2 separate regions of the Columba livia genome follow, and region 2 is linked to region 1. The links are chromatin contacts, called in public Hi-C maps. All regions are on one chromosome and are shown on one strand. Each heading gives the region's core, a stretch centred on a gene start, on an enhancer-like site or on the middle of the called end of the contact. The rest is flanking DNA. Distances are from core to core; before and after follow the strand shown.

Region 1 (6,575 bases), core at 2,426-4,925:
TAGAGCCTGGCACAGAGGGGAATACAAAACACTGGAGAAAGACATGGGGCTACACAAAGGGACCTCGCACAGCAAGAGTCAGTGGGTAAACTGCTCTGACTTCCGTAAAGGACACAACTCCTCTGGGGTCACGGACAGAAGGGACAAAGCTCTCCTGCAACAAACCACACCTAGAGACCCCTGGGCTTCCAGCCCATATTGCAGCTATCAGACCACCAGTGGTTGCCCCAAATCTCCTTCTCCTCTCCTTTGTCTCCTCTACTCAAAGTAAGGTGTGAAAGATGTGGAGAAAAGCTCAGACTTATAACGCATATTCAGCTGTAGCTTCACCTTGGAGAGGCTGCTGTGTGTACCACAGTGGTTTGTGAAAGCCCTGATCTAAAGAAAAAAAAATGCAAATCAGACAAATTAAATTTAATTTTATTATGGAAATGAAACTAAAACCAGAAGTGACAGCAGGGTGGATGATAAGCTCACTTAGCAGGGGGATCAAATGAAGTGATGACATGTCATTATGACCTCAGAGGTTAAAGATGCAATTTTCCATCTGGCTGCATCTGGCTTTTCAACATAAATGTTGACACCACCTGCCGAGATTTACTACAAGCTCCCTCCATGGGTCTTTGTCCAGCTTTTGTTACCCAGGTTAACATTCATTTTTTTTCCTCTCTTCCGATAAGTTTTGCTGAGCAACACGCTCCCTTTCTTCAAAAGGTAATGAAGAGTTAAAAGGATTTTACATGCCATTTTATGCAATAGATCGAATTATTAACAGTAACTTCACAAGCAGCTCAAAGAAAGATACTAGAAACCTGGAAAGCAGCTAAAACTAACTTTAAGATTGCAAGCAGGAAGACAAAACTTCAGCTACACTGCTAATATCTTACATTTTCCAAGACTTCTAGGAATCTACTTTTCTCTTCATAACAGGAACCTGAATAAAATCATTTCTCTTTAAAAAAAAAAAAAAAAGAAAGAATTAAAGAACTAGCTCATACTCACTATACCAAATTGACTATTAGCCACCTGCATGTGTTTTATTCAGCAGCTTAATTTCTAATTCCAGATATACTGTGCTTAAAATGAATCTTTTGCCAGCCCAGTGACACATTCACTTATTCATCTAATTTAGTCACAGCCAAACTATGATCTCAAAGCAAATTTGTAATCAGCTATTGACACACTGTTGGCTACAAGGTTTTTGTTTCCATATTGAATATTTACAAGCCAGTACCTACCCGGGTGTTCCTCTCCTGGAAGCCTCATCAGGAGCAGGGCCGCATGCTTACTACCACTTGATAGATCCATTAGATTTTCTTTTCCTAAACCTACAGCTCGCAGACTTTTCTCTGCCAGTACAGGTAAGCTAACAAGCTTGCTTCCAGCTGTTTTTAAAGGGCTCAGATTCTTCACTACAAAGAACTTATAGCCTGTTTTAACTTTTTGAATAAAGAGGGCTCAACCTCCACTAGAACTTGGCTACATACCAGGGGAAAAGGGGGATAAAAGAAAAACTCTCCACAGATTTTGAAAGCACTCTGGGACTATAGCTATGAAAAGACAGGAGAAAATGGAGACAAAGAAAGTTAATGAAGCTTGCACAGAGCAAAGAATGGCTAAGAAACAAAACAGAGAAAGTATCCAGACTGATCGGACATGCAAATAACTTCATGGAAAGACCACCACAGAGATACCTTCCCCTCCCAAAACTCTTTCACCACAAAGGCAATTACCAGAGGGATGTCATAACCTTCTTGCCCTGGAATGGAAGCTGCACCACCCTCCTCTCCAGCGCCTTACTCACCATGGGCAGCTGGGAGCCCTTGTCCTCAGTAGACAAGTCACCACCCATTTCTGTATCTGTTATGGTATTTTCTGAATGATGAGTGAACTTCATTGTTCCCTTCAACATTAAGGGAGAAAACAAAGGTCCCTGTTTGCTTCGCACATGCTTAAATTCAAACGTGCTCCACTGCTAAACTGAACAGGAATGACTTAAGCAGATGCTTAAATGCTTTCCTGATTCAGACCCTAAAAATAGGAACGGTTTCTGCAGATCCTCTTTCTCTTGTTCTCCTAATGACAGACAGCTATTGTGCCATGTCATTACGACAATCAAAAGGCTTAATTGCCCTCTTTCTAGAAGCTGTCAGTTCTGCTTAACTGGTACATAATGTATGCGTCTAGGAGTAAATGTGTTAATGTATCAGTCACTTATATCTACCATACATTTTCCTCTGCTGTATTTAAAGAAAGCCTTGTTTTTCATAACTGACTTGCTAGACATTATATCCATTGATATGGACAGCAGTGATATTACTGTCTTGTGACTCATTTCTTCGTGAAAGATGCATTAAATATCTTTCTCCTTCTTCATTTACTGCACCTTTTCAACTCAATTTCAACCTGAATGTGAATTTCCCCGTAGCTGTACTTAAGGTGTGGCCAAAAAAGGCCTCCTCAAAAATAACAATGTAAAATGAACTGTCTGTTCCTGGAACTACTCAGGATTAATGAATCAAAATTTTTGGAAACAACTGTAGTTGCTTTAGAATATTTTGTGCATTGTTACCCATAGGTACATAGTCACTGAAAGTAAACAAAGAATCAACAGTATCTACAACATGTAATCCACAGCTATGAACTGAAGACCTTTAATACTCTAAGTACTACCAGTAAGGTCACACCTAAAAGTACAGCCCATGCAAGCTGTCTCAACTCTCTTTTGTATCCCCCTTCTGACCATGATTAACACTAAGTTCTCTCTCTATTCCCTCACTGCTTCTTATGTCTTGTGCACTCAAGAAGTTATTTCTTCTCTCACAGTATCTCATTAAACTCTGCACTGGAATGCAAAGACTATTTTTAACCCATGTTTTATGAGTCCGTATGTTGCTTTATTAACAAACAAGACAATGACATTTTTTGTTTATATTAGGAGTGCCTCCCTATTCAGATAAATATGACTGCAACTCATATACACACTTTTGTGGGCCTTCAGAGAAGGCTGTGAAGACATAAATAGGGAGGGAGAAAAACAGAAGCTGTATGAAAAATATAATAAATCTGACGAGAACAATATAAAGATTTGAACATGAAGCTTTCTTTGATCATTTAATCCATTTCTCACTGTTTTTAAGCCATTAAAGCATGCTGATAATTCCAACCAGCCCGGCTGCAAAGTTCCCGATACTTTAGAAATGAGGAAATAAGTCACAGAGGTGAGACACAGAGTTGCTGAAGTGCGGGGACTTTGTCTGGAAGTGGCACAGTCGCTGTTTTCCCCCAAACCATTAATATATCAATAAAAATTCATATTTTTATTTCAAATAAACGCAATTCCTCTCTCTCTTCTCCAATGATGTCACTACATCAAAAAAAAATGCACTGAATGTCTCTGTTTATGTAGTAAGACTAGCTGGATAGCCAAGGTTAAAAGGACCGATCACATTTCCATATATAGGAGATCACATTTCTTTTGATTTTACTGATACTTGTTCATAGATTAAGTATGCTAAAAACATTTCCCACATCAATAACTGCTTAAGAACTTACTTGGTTTTTTGAATCCAGATGCAATAGTCTGTAATGAAGAGATCATTAAGGATGTAGGCAGGGTCATTCTCCCTAAAAATCTGGTGAATATCCAGCAGACACTTCAAAACTGCAGCTTTTCCTGGAAAGAGATTTTTACTTTTGTAATTCACTAGAAGTCGTAACAGACGATCTTTATCATCTTCTCACCTTTGAGGCTTTAATAACCACGCTATCTACAATTATCTTGTAAATTTAAGTTGATTCACAGTCTCAGAAGGGCAGTAATATGACGATGCCCTTCAGTATCCACATCCATGTGGATGCCGAGCCTCTGAATTTAGTAGGAATCTCCGTGCAAGACTTAAGCCTCAAGACACAGTCATGCATGTAATTCTCTGCAGCTGAAGCCCCTTCCCCCAGCTTTTCCACTTCCCTGAGCTGTGTCCAGCCCAGACTTTAGCACACTCATACAGCACACCATGTAAAAGCAAATAAACAAAAAAGTAACTTGCAAATAAAGAAGAATTATACCCCATCATTTTTCTGAAGACAGAGAAAGCCTGTTTCCCTGTATGCCTACACAAACACCTGTTCTGGAAAATAATGAGGATAGAAACAGCCCACAGCAGGACCCAGCACACAGAAGCCACAGCAATTGTGTAAAACAATGTAAGCGATCCCGTTGGCTGACGTCTAACCGCAGCCTTAAAGCCGGACTTTTCCTGCTTCTGTTAGTTACAGAGCAATTTGGCAAACCGAGCCTCCAAAAGAAAAACTCACTTCAGGCTCAAGAAGGTGCCATTTGACATACAGTTGATAAATTCCACAACCAGAAATCTTTTTGATGTCACTTTAATTTTATTCATTATGCAACCATTGTTTATGAGGAAGAGAACTAACTAATGTAACCTTCAGTTGGTTGGAATCTCATCTCTTAGTTTTCTGATGAAGGTTGCTAAAGGGTTAAGTGCTGCAACACTGAAAAAGAAAAAATTCACTGTTTAATGGTGGGGGGAACGGGCCATTCAAATGAAAACAGCCACTACTGCAAATAGAATCTAATAACCCTCTCCCAAGAGGCTGGCTCCTCCTGGGCTATGAAACCTGAACAGGGATGAAATTACATTTTCACAGATTAAAAAAAAGAAAGAGAGAGAGATCAGAACTCCCCCTGCTGTTCAAACACAAAATTTATTTGTTTTAAATAATCCCACGCCAAAAAAATATAGAGAGAAAATGAAAGTTAAAGAAAGTGGGAGATGGCAATAAGGAGAAAGAACCTGGAGAGTAAAAAGCCATGGCAAATAGAACTGAAAAACCCACTGGTTTTGTAGAGAGCAATTGAACAAGTGTCAGGAAAGAACGCAAAAGAAAAAAAAAATCCCAAATATAACTGCTTAACTTCTGGATTGTATCACCATCAATGCTTGTCAAGCCAAGCTTGTCAAACCTAACTATTTTGACTAAAAAGAAGCCTGCTCTTTTAAAAATAAATGATATCTGGAATTGAAATTTTGCTAATTTTTGTAAGGTTCTACCTGTCAAGCTGCCAGCCTGAACCATTTACAACATCCACTGCAGCTACTCATCTGCCAAGTAACAATGTAAATTAGTGACTATAACACTAATTCTCAATAAATTGGTTTTAGGTCCTCTTGCATATGTTATTTTAGTTCTCCACTTGTTGTTAGGAAAATAAGACGGTTCTAAACAACAGCCAAATAGGACTGTTGATAAAAAACAAGTCCTGAATACCATAAAAACGATTCTGTTGAAAAATATATAATTTTTTAAAATATTTCATTTAAAACTGAAGAATAAAAAATGGACTACACACCACATATTTGTAGTTTTGTTTTGTTTTACTTTCAGGAGTGGAGCTGTCATCATCTCATGGTTGGACTCTATGATCTTGAGGGTCTCTTCTAACCAAAATAATTCTATGATCTTAATGACTGCAAGTTATTTGTTCAGCAGTGACGTTCCTTTTACATATGCCCTGTTTATCCCAGACAGCTTTCATGTAACAGTACAACTTTTCAAACCTATGGTTACTCCAGCTTCAGTTGTGGAATTGTACACAACCATGTTTCTATATTGAGTTGTTAAAGTTACTTACAACTTCTCTATTTATTGTGAGTTACTACTTTCAAAAAAAGCATCCAGTGTTCAACTTTTTTTTTTGGCAGAAGAGTCACTGAGAAGCAGAACTTAGTGGTTTTCTTCCAATGCTTGTGAGTTGCAAAATTAAAAACAAAACCAAACCCAAGCAAACAAACAAAAGCCCACAAAAAACAAACAAAGCCAACCAACCAAAACAAAAAACCCACAAACAAATGCAAGACACAGATTTTGGCCTCTGCTCCTAAGACAGGAAAATTATATAGGAAGCACTAAAAGAACAATGATGCAAAACAAGTTTCAATGCTGATACAAATTCAGGATTTCAGTTCTTCCCAGGTTACCACTGGACTTACCACAGAGTCATCTCAAACACTTTGCTTTAATCCTACAAAGAACTTGAACACTGAATATCAACCACAAAACTACCCCTTGCCCTCAAATGTGTGGTTAGGAATGGCAACTCTAAACTGGCACACACAATGGAAGAATTTAGGAATTAAGATGGCTGGAAACTGAATACAGTTACTTTGAACAGGAAAAAAAATATAATGGACTGGCTCAAGTTAAAAAACAAACATAACAGAAGATCTAATTCTAGAAAAAGAAAGTGGCAAGGGGGGCTGGAACTCAACATTAAGGTAAGCTTCCTGTCAAAATTCTAAAGAAGTAATTCTTCCAAACAGTAATTCATGCAACAAAGCTGCAAAATGAACTGCAAAAGCATGATGAGGAGAACTTGGTCAGACAGAACAGCTGGAGCAACTGAAGAAGATGCTTTTAAAACTTCCCTTAGGTGGGAATAAATCATGGAAGTAATCAGAAATCTGTCAATCTTTTCTAACAGGGCTTCAGTCAGATAATTAAAGATGAACAGAAGACAACTGGACTCCAGCTACACTTGCAACAAAAACTGA
Region 2 (6,575 bases), core at 2,693-5,192, 160 kb before region 1:
ATTTTCTTAGGTGTACTACACCCCATGTAATGCATATTTTAAATTTCATAGGTATTTTTAATGCCTCTCTCAATTAGAAAAGATCTGGAATCAAATAACACATGAGTAAAGGCAACAGACATGATGTGGGATTTGCAAGTTTTGATGGAATTCATCTGCAATCTCTGGTGACCCTTGAAATCAAAGTTGTTTGAATTGGTTGATGCAACCAATGGATTTGGAGCTGCTCTGTAAAACAGCTGGAAGCTCAATATATCAAGCTGATTTTGAGGGGTTTTCCCCAGCATGACTACCTGTGCTGTAGTAGTGGCTTGGAGAAAGAAGCAGGAAAAGACAGACACAAGAAGATCATGTTCTCCTTCCCCTGGACCTGGACAGCAGGGGAAAGACAATGCAAGGACAAGGCTTTCCAGGAAACTGGGATGTGCTGGAGGCTGCTGATCACACCCCACACAGGGGAAGGGCACCTCAGGAAGGCACTGGGGTGCAGGAGGGCTCCCCATGGGATGAGCCAGGGAAGGGGCACACCAGGAACACACAGAGGGATGGCAACATGAGCTAGGGCTGTGACAGCAGCCTCTGCTTTATGCTAACAGCCTGAAGCTGTATCATCTATCAAGGATGCCACCTGGAAAACCACTAATAAGGAAATTCAGGCTATTCCCCAGTGGGGGAATTAGAGCTAATCACTGAAAGGCTGCCTGCCCTGCCTGTTTCAGCTTGTGAGCACAGGCAGAAACTGCTCACTGGAAGTTTTAAGTTTACCCTTGTGTCTCTGAACAGAAACTGCTGTCACTCTAATTTCTGTGTTAATGGCACCAAGCATCACCCCAGTCCACAAAGAACTGCTGCCCTGATGTCAGCTGGCAATGCCACCAGGACTGCAGTCACAAGGAACTAAGCACGAGCAATCAGGACACTGAAGGAGTGGAGCATTACAGCAGAGGCACATATAAACCTTAGCACTTGGTAGCCATCATCCTGCTTCACAGAAAAAAATGCATCTCCCACTTCTCAGGCTTTCTGTAAGAGCTCTTCCTATCTCCATTAGCACACCGGGCACGCAGCAGGGCATTGGCTACAAACAACATCATCCTTAGCTGTGATTATACCAGCTCTGCCTTTGCTGACTCCGAATTCTGCTTTTGAAGCCAGCAACTGAAGAAAACATGAAGATACAATCCTGGCTGCTACTCTACAACCATCCCTTTTTCCTTAGCTTATCTCATTTTGCATATGTAAATAACTACAGGCAAAACATCTCTGAAAGCAAACAGACAGGGGAATACACTGTATCCCCTCAAAATCAGTGGCCAGCGCAGGCAGTTTCCATTCATCCAGAAGCAAGTTTTTAATCTTTGCAAAAAGTAAAGCAGGAGAACTTCAGGACCACTTCTAGCACTAAGGATCAGGAGGATCCTCTGAGAAGCTATAGCTCTGCCATGGTTGGTGATGGCTTTGGGATGGGTACACAGCCCAAAGTCCAGTTCAGGAAATTGCTGCTGGTCCTTATGCACCTCCTGAGCAGGAACCTCACCACCACCTTTCTGGCAAAACCACAGAATGGGCATAAAATCTTTCACATGTAAAACAAGGAAGAAAAAAAAAAAAATCCACCAATACAAAGACAAAGGATCTGCTTTTGAACCTTTCTTTTAAAAGAGGAGTAGCTTTTACAGCTAAATAACATGGCTTTAGATGGAGACCTGTGTACTGAAGGATGGGACTGAGTTTGTCAGAGATGCAGGTGATGAAGGAGAATGCCTGGAAGAGAGCTGTTCTCCATGTTCAACGTTTCTCCAATCATTTTCATATTAGCATATCTCTAAGTGCATATAATTTTCACATCAAAGAATAAATTTTTAGGTATTTAAAAAGGAAAAACAGCAAAAAAAAAACCCACCCTAGGACTGAAGTAGAGAATAATTTCTTTGCTGAAGTCTTTCAAGCAGCTCCTCTCTATGGCATGACAGAAAAATTACAGAGGAGACAAGTGTTTAGAAAACTCTTATCCAGAATTCAGATTATTCTTCAAGCACATAGTAAAAAAAGGTTCAGCCAAACTGTGACAGAAAATGTAAAATAAGTCCTAGGAACACCAGCCTCCCAGCATCTTAATTCAGGAGAAACCTGCATCCTCTGCTGTTTGCTTAGGAGCTAAAGTAATCAGCATTTAGGAGCTTGTGGTGGGGAGGGAAAACCGGAGAGGAGTCTGAGCTGGGAGTGTCTCTTGCCCTTTCCCTCTGCACTGCTTTCTACAAAGGCCTTTTACTCCTCTGGGCCGGGACAAGAGCAGCATGGACAAGTGCCAGGCACTTCTCTCCAGCCCCAACCAGGTCCTTGCAGGGGCCCATTTTCTCCCCTTTGCTTCTTGAAGCAGCTCGTGAGACTGGCCTTTGGTGCTCTGTTCCAGCAATCTCAGGAACCAGGCTTGGGCAGGAGCTCTCCTTTAATGAGATTTTATTAAAAGACTCTATTACAAATAGCCACTTAAGCAAGTGAACCTTTGGAGCCTTTAGTCCATGATGTCAGTACTGTGGCTGGATGTTTCCCGGGAGTATTAAACCTGATACTAATATAGGGCTGTTCTATATGACAGCTATAAAACTGCTTAAGCATAGCAGGCAGGAGGCCAGCAGGGCTTTTTGTTGCCTATCAGGGTTTGGCTAAAGGTCTCCTGCTACAAGGCAGCAGGAAGCAGGGCTCTAGGCAAGGATTCAGCTCTCCCTTGCAAGGCTAGAAAATCCCCCAAGGGTGAAAAAATCCACATAACAAAGGCAATGTCACAAAACCTTCGCATCTGTACCCATGCTCCTTCACTTGGTGAAATTATCCAGCTCTGTGTCCAGCATGTGGGGCTCCAGCTGGAAAAAGGAGGTCCCCAAAGCAGCCTTGCATCACCACCCACAAGTCACACACCACACCAGCTCTCCCTCCACATCCCAACCACACGGTCAGTGGCTACAGGAATACTAAACATTTATCCGAAGCTGAACAGATTTATTGACACATCCATTAGCACCTTTTACACAGGCCTGGCTTTAGGCTTGCTCTCTTGTGCTCTCAGGGAGCAGCACCGCCTACCTGCCCCGTTGCACACACATCCCCAGGGCTCCATGTGTCCACCAGCAGCCGCCTGCCTGCAGCAAACTCACTTGTTTGCAAATCACACCCAAGATACACAAGGAATGCAAACCATGTTTGCCAACAGTAACTAATATTAAAACTAACAGTAAAACTGGTTTGACCCACCTGTCAGCTGGGGAGTGATAAACAGAGGGCATAATAATACACATTAATCACGTTATAATCTGCAGTTTTCCACCAATAGGTGGCACCAGCAATTTTTGAATATGCTACAACATGGCACTTCTGTTCTCTTGCCACAAGGCATCCAGCCCATCAGCATTGCACAGGAGATGGGTGGACCATCTATTGCAATACTATCACCCAGCTCCTCTTTTGAGTTAGGGAAAGATTAAAACTCCTGCAAGCCAGTTTTTCCTTCCTCAGAAAAACTTCTTTTCTGGAGTAAATCTGTCTTGGAGGAGTGTTTCAGGGAACAGTAGTTTGGAAGCTAGATGCAAATAGATCAGAAAAAATTGTTTAAAATGGAAGAACAGACTAAGCTTCCGTAGAAGGCAAACAGCAAGTATACAGTTTCACACAGCAAAAGTCAAAGCCTCTTGTAACTAAGCCTGGCCATGAAAACATCACATGAAAACATCAAAGTTACAGTCCAACACAGTTTAAATAAATGTAGTACGAGTATGTTACCTTGATTAGAACATTCAACAGAAGAAAACCTCAAACATGAACTCACGACACACATGCTCAGTCCCTGTGCACACAACAAAGGAGAAGCAACCCCAGTCAGCTCAAACCAAGCCTGCAACCATCACAGCTCTGCAGGGAAAACCCCCAGGAGCTGGAAACAGCCCCACAAGCAAAATCCCATCAGCTGTCCCACACCCACCACAGGTGCGTGGCATCTAATGGCTTCAGCTTACAACTCCACACAGCTGAATTCAGCCTGTATAAATGATTAAAGAGTCTGCAGAACATTACACAGTTCATGTAGTTAATGATTATAGTTCAGCGTCTAGGTCAGATATAATTAGATGTTACATTAAAATAGCTTCACAGAGCCATTTATTCTGATTTAATTACTTAAAATGATAGTATAATGAGCAGTGCTTTCAAAGAAAAAAGAAATCTTTTAATGAGCTCATTTTAAGTTAATATAAGGCAAATTAATCATTTAACAAAATGCAGTAAAAAGACAAGTTCATATTTTAAAATATGTTGTCCCTATGTCAAGGAGCTTAGTTTATTGCCATGCTGGGAGAGATACACAAACAGGTGGCTCTTGAAACAACACCACATCCCAAATATTGTACATCTGGAACATCTTTAAACCACTATTTCTCTCTTCCTCAGATATACCTGTTATGTCAAAGCCTTTTGAAATACAATCTGAGCAGCAGATTTATGACCATCAAACTGTGTCTTTATCCCAATGCAAAACAGAGCAATAGCCATGCAAAGCAGCTACCAGGAGCAGGGGAGCTTGTGATGAAGGGTTAATCGTGGGCTGGTTCATTAATCATTCATTTGCTGGCTCAGAAAATTAGCTTTCACTTGTTTGTTTGCTCAAGAAGTGATAAGCCCATTCCCTTGCTAGCTCATCTATTTTCTTCCCTTTGCGTTGTTTTAGAGATTTTAATCCTTTCCAATTTTTGTAATCAGTCATTTTGGTCTTTTAGCAGGAGCAGTTCCAAGCAAGCAGCAATTATTGGAGTGAAAGCAAGCAGCTCTCTGCAGGGGAGGCAGCAGGCTCTGGTTTATAGCGCTGCAGAAGCTGCATCCCTCACAGCCCCACATGGCATCTTACGCAGCATCCGAGCAGAGGTGTCCTCCTCAGCACAGCCAGAGCCACTGCTTTGCTGCTGCAAAGGGGACTCCCTGCACTTGCACAGGCATTGGAATGAACATCTCAGGTTAAAAAGCAAGTCAAGACAGTGTTTGCAGGTCATCTCCCAGTCACTGCCATTCACCCTCTTCTCACCTGAAACTGCAGCCTCACCAAGCTGCAAATGAAAACCTTAGAGATATTTGTGGAAGGAGTAGAGGGAATCCTACTCCCACCCATATTTTTTTCTCTGCATAAAGGAAGAAACAGCAACAACACAAACCTTCTCAATAAAATGTTTGCAAACATTTCCATAGCTGTCTTCCAGCTCAGGGATCACCTGGATACCTTGGTGAGCAAGCAGAGGCTGACTGTAAAGCAGCAACCATACTGCTCCCACTGGGAACATAAATAATTTGGGGCTACACATTTCTTTCTTAACACATGGTCTCTGTTCCTAATTAGGTAAAGCCAATGGCTTTCAGCTGCCGCACTTCCTCAGCAGCAGACACAGGAGCAGGAGTGTGGTGCTATGACAACACTGGGGGTGACATCCATCCATCCATCTCGCAGGTGGCACAGGCAGCCACCCGTGACCTTCCCGTCCCCACCCTCCCAATTACTGGGGCTTAGGTAGACAGGGACTGGGATATAATTCTCCTTTTTTCTCCCTTTTTTTTGTCACAGCCCTGCGCATGGAGCTTTACAAACACAAAGCCAACCTGGCCTTTTGCCCACATGCGTTCAGCAGCAGCAGATTGAAGCAGGGTGCATGCAATCGAATGCAGCCTCAAAACCTGCTCGCTGCTGCTTCCCCTTTTCTAGTCCTAAACCTGGATTTTGAATAAAAATGCAAGATCTCTGAGCTGCAAGGTCCCAACATGAAGCTCGTGTCACACAGTCATTAATAAAGCTTTCCAGACAAATCTGACTGGAGAGATAATAGACTTAAACAATTAAGAAGAAAAAACATTTTCTGCAATGGATTATTTTTCTCTTCCTATTCACTGTAATTATTTTCTAAATGTAGATCATTTTACACAATGCAGGTAGTAGTGTTCCAGAGTTAATCAGGCCATATGTTTTCACATTTCAAGAAGAAAACTAATTAAAAAGAATGAAAAATGGGGGAAAAAGTGTGTTTTTATGGAGGACTGGTAGGTTGAGGTTGTAGAGGAGTGGTGAAGGAATCCTTCAGGAATGTATACATTTGCTCTGCTCAGCTCTGCGTTTTGTTTTCAGAATTGTTTCTGGCAGAAACCTAAAGAAAAATATGAACCAGATGTACAAGGAAATAGTTTCTTCATCAGAAAGAGAAGAATAGCTCTTTGTCTGCCAAGAGATTTTTAGCCTTTACATTTTACCAAGGTGATGTTAAAAATACCCTTCAATGTTGGCTTTTCCTCCAGCCCAGCCATGGTTTGAGCATCTCTGGGTGTGGGGATGCTGGAGGAGAGCGATTGCTGCTGTTGCTCTGCAACACCCGGGTGCCTTCAGGTCTGGAGCAAGTGATGGCAGGTCCCTGCGGTGCCAGCACAGCCTGGCTGCCGGCAGAGACCCCGCGGTGCCAGGCAGGCTGCCAGGGCAGCGGGCAGGGTACCTGGCAGGCAGCTGCTGCAATTGCATTCAGGTTTTTCCTACCACTCCCAATGATTTAACATGC

What was found. A called contact is a pair of places that touch in the nucleus more often than the background predicts.
Region 2: a Hi-C map of crop shows a contact between it and region 1, with 3 times the contacts expected there. The contact joins two enhancer-like sites. A contact is called at or near these places in 2 of 2 Hi-C or Micro-C datasets (crop and liver).

Annotation. Positions count from the first base shown.
Region 1 is chr10:12,447,986-12,454,560 of bColLiv1.pat.W.v2, reverse strand. SHQ1 (SHQ1, H/ACA ribonucleoprotein assembly factor) reads right to left here. Exons shown (of 12, transcript XM_065075357.1): 11 at 3,556-3,676. Among named protein-coding and RNA genes, the nearest start is that of GXYLT2, 26 kb to the right of the region's middle. Within about 2 kb of position 3,675, at least 2 of the 3 cell types and tissues checked have an H3K27ac peak away from gene starts, as active enhancers do.
Region 2 is chr10:12,611,453-12,618,027 of bColLiv1.pat.W.v2, reverse strand. No RefSeq gene overlaps it. Among named protein-coding and RNA genes, the nearest start is that of RYBP, 88 kb to the right of the region's middle. Within about 2 kb of position 3,942, at least 1 of the 3 cell types and tissues checked has an H3K27ac peak away from gene starts, as active enhancers do.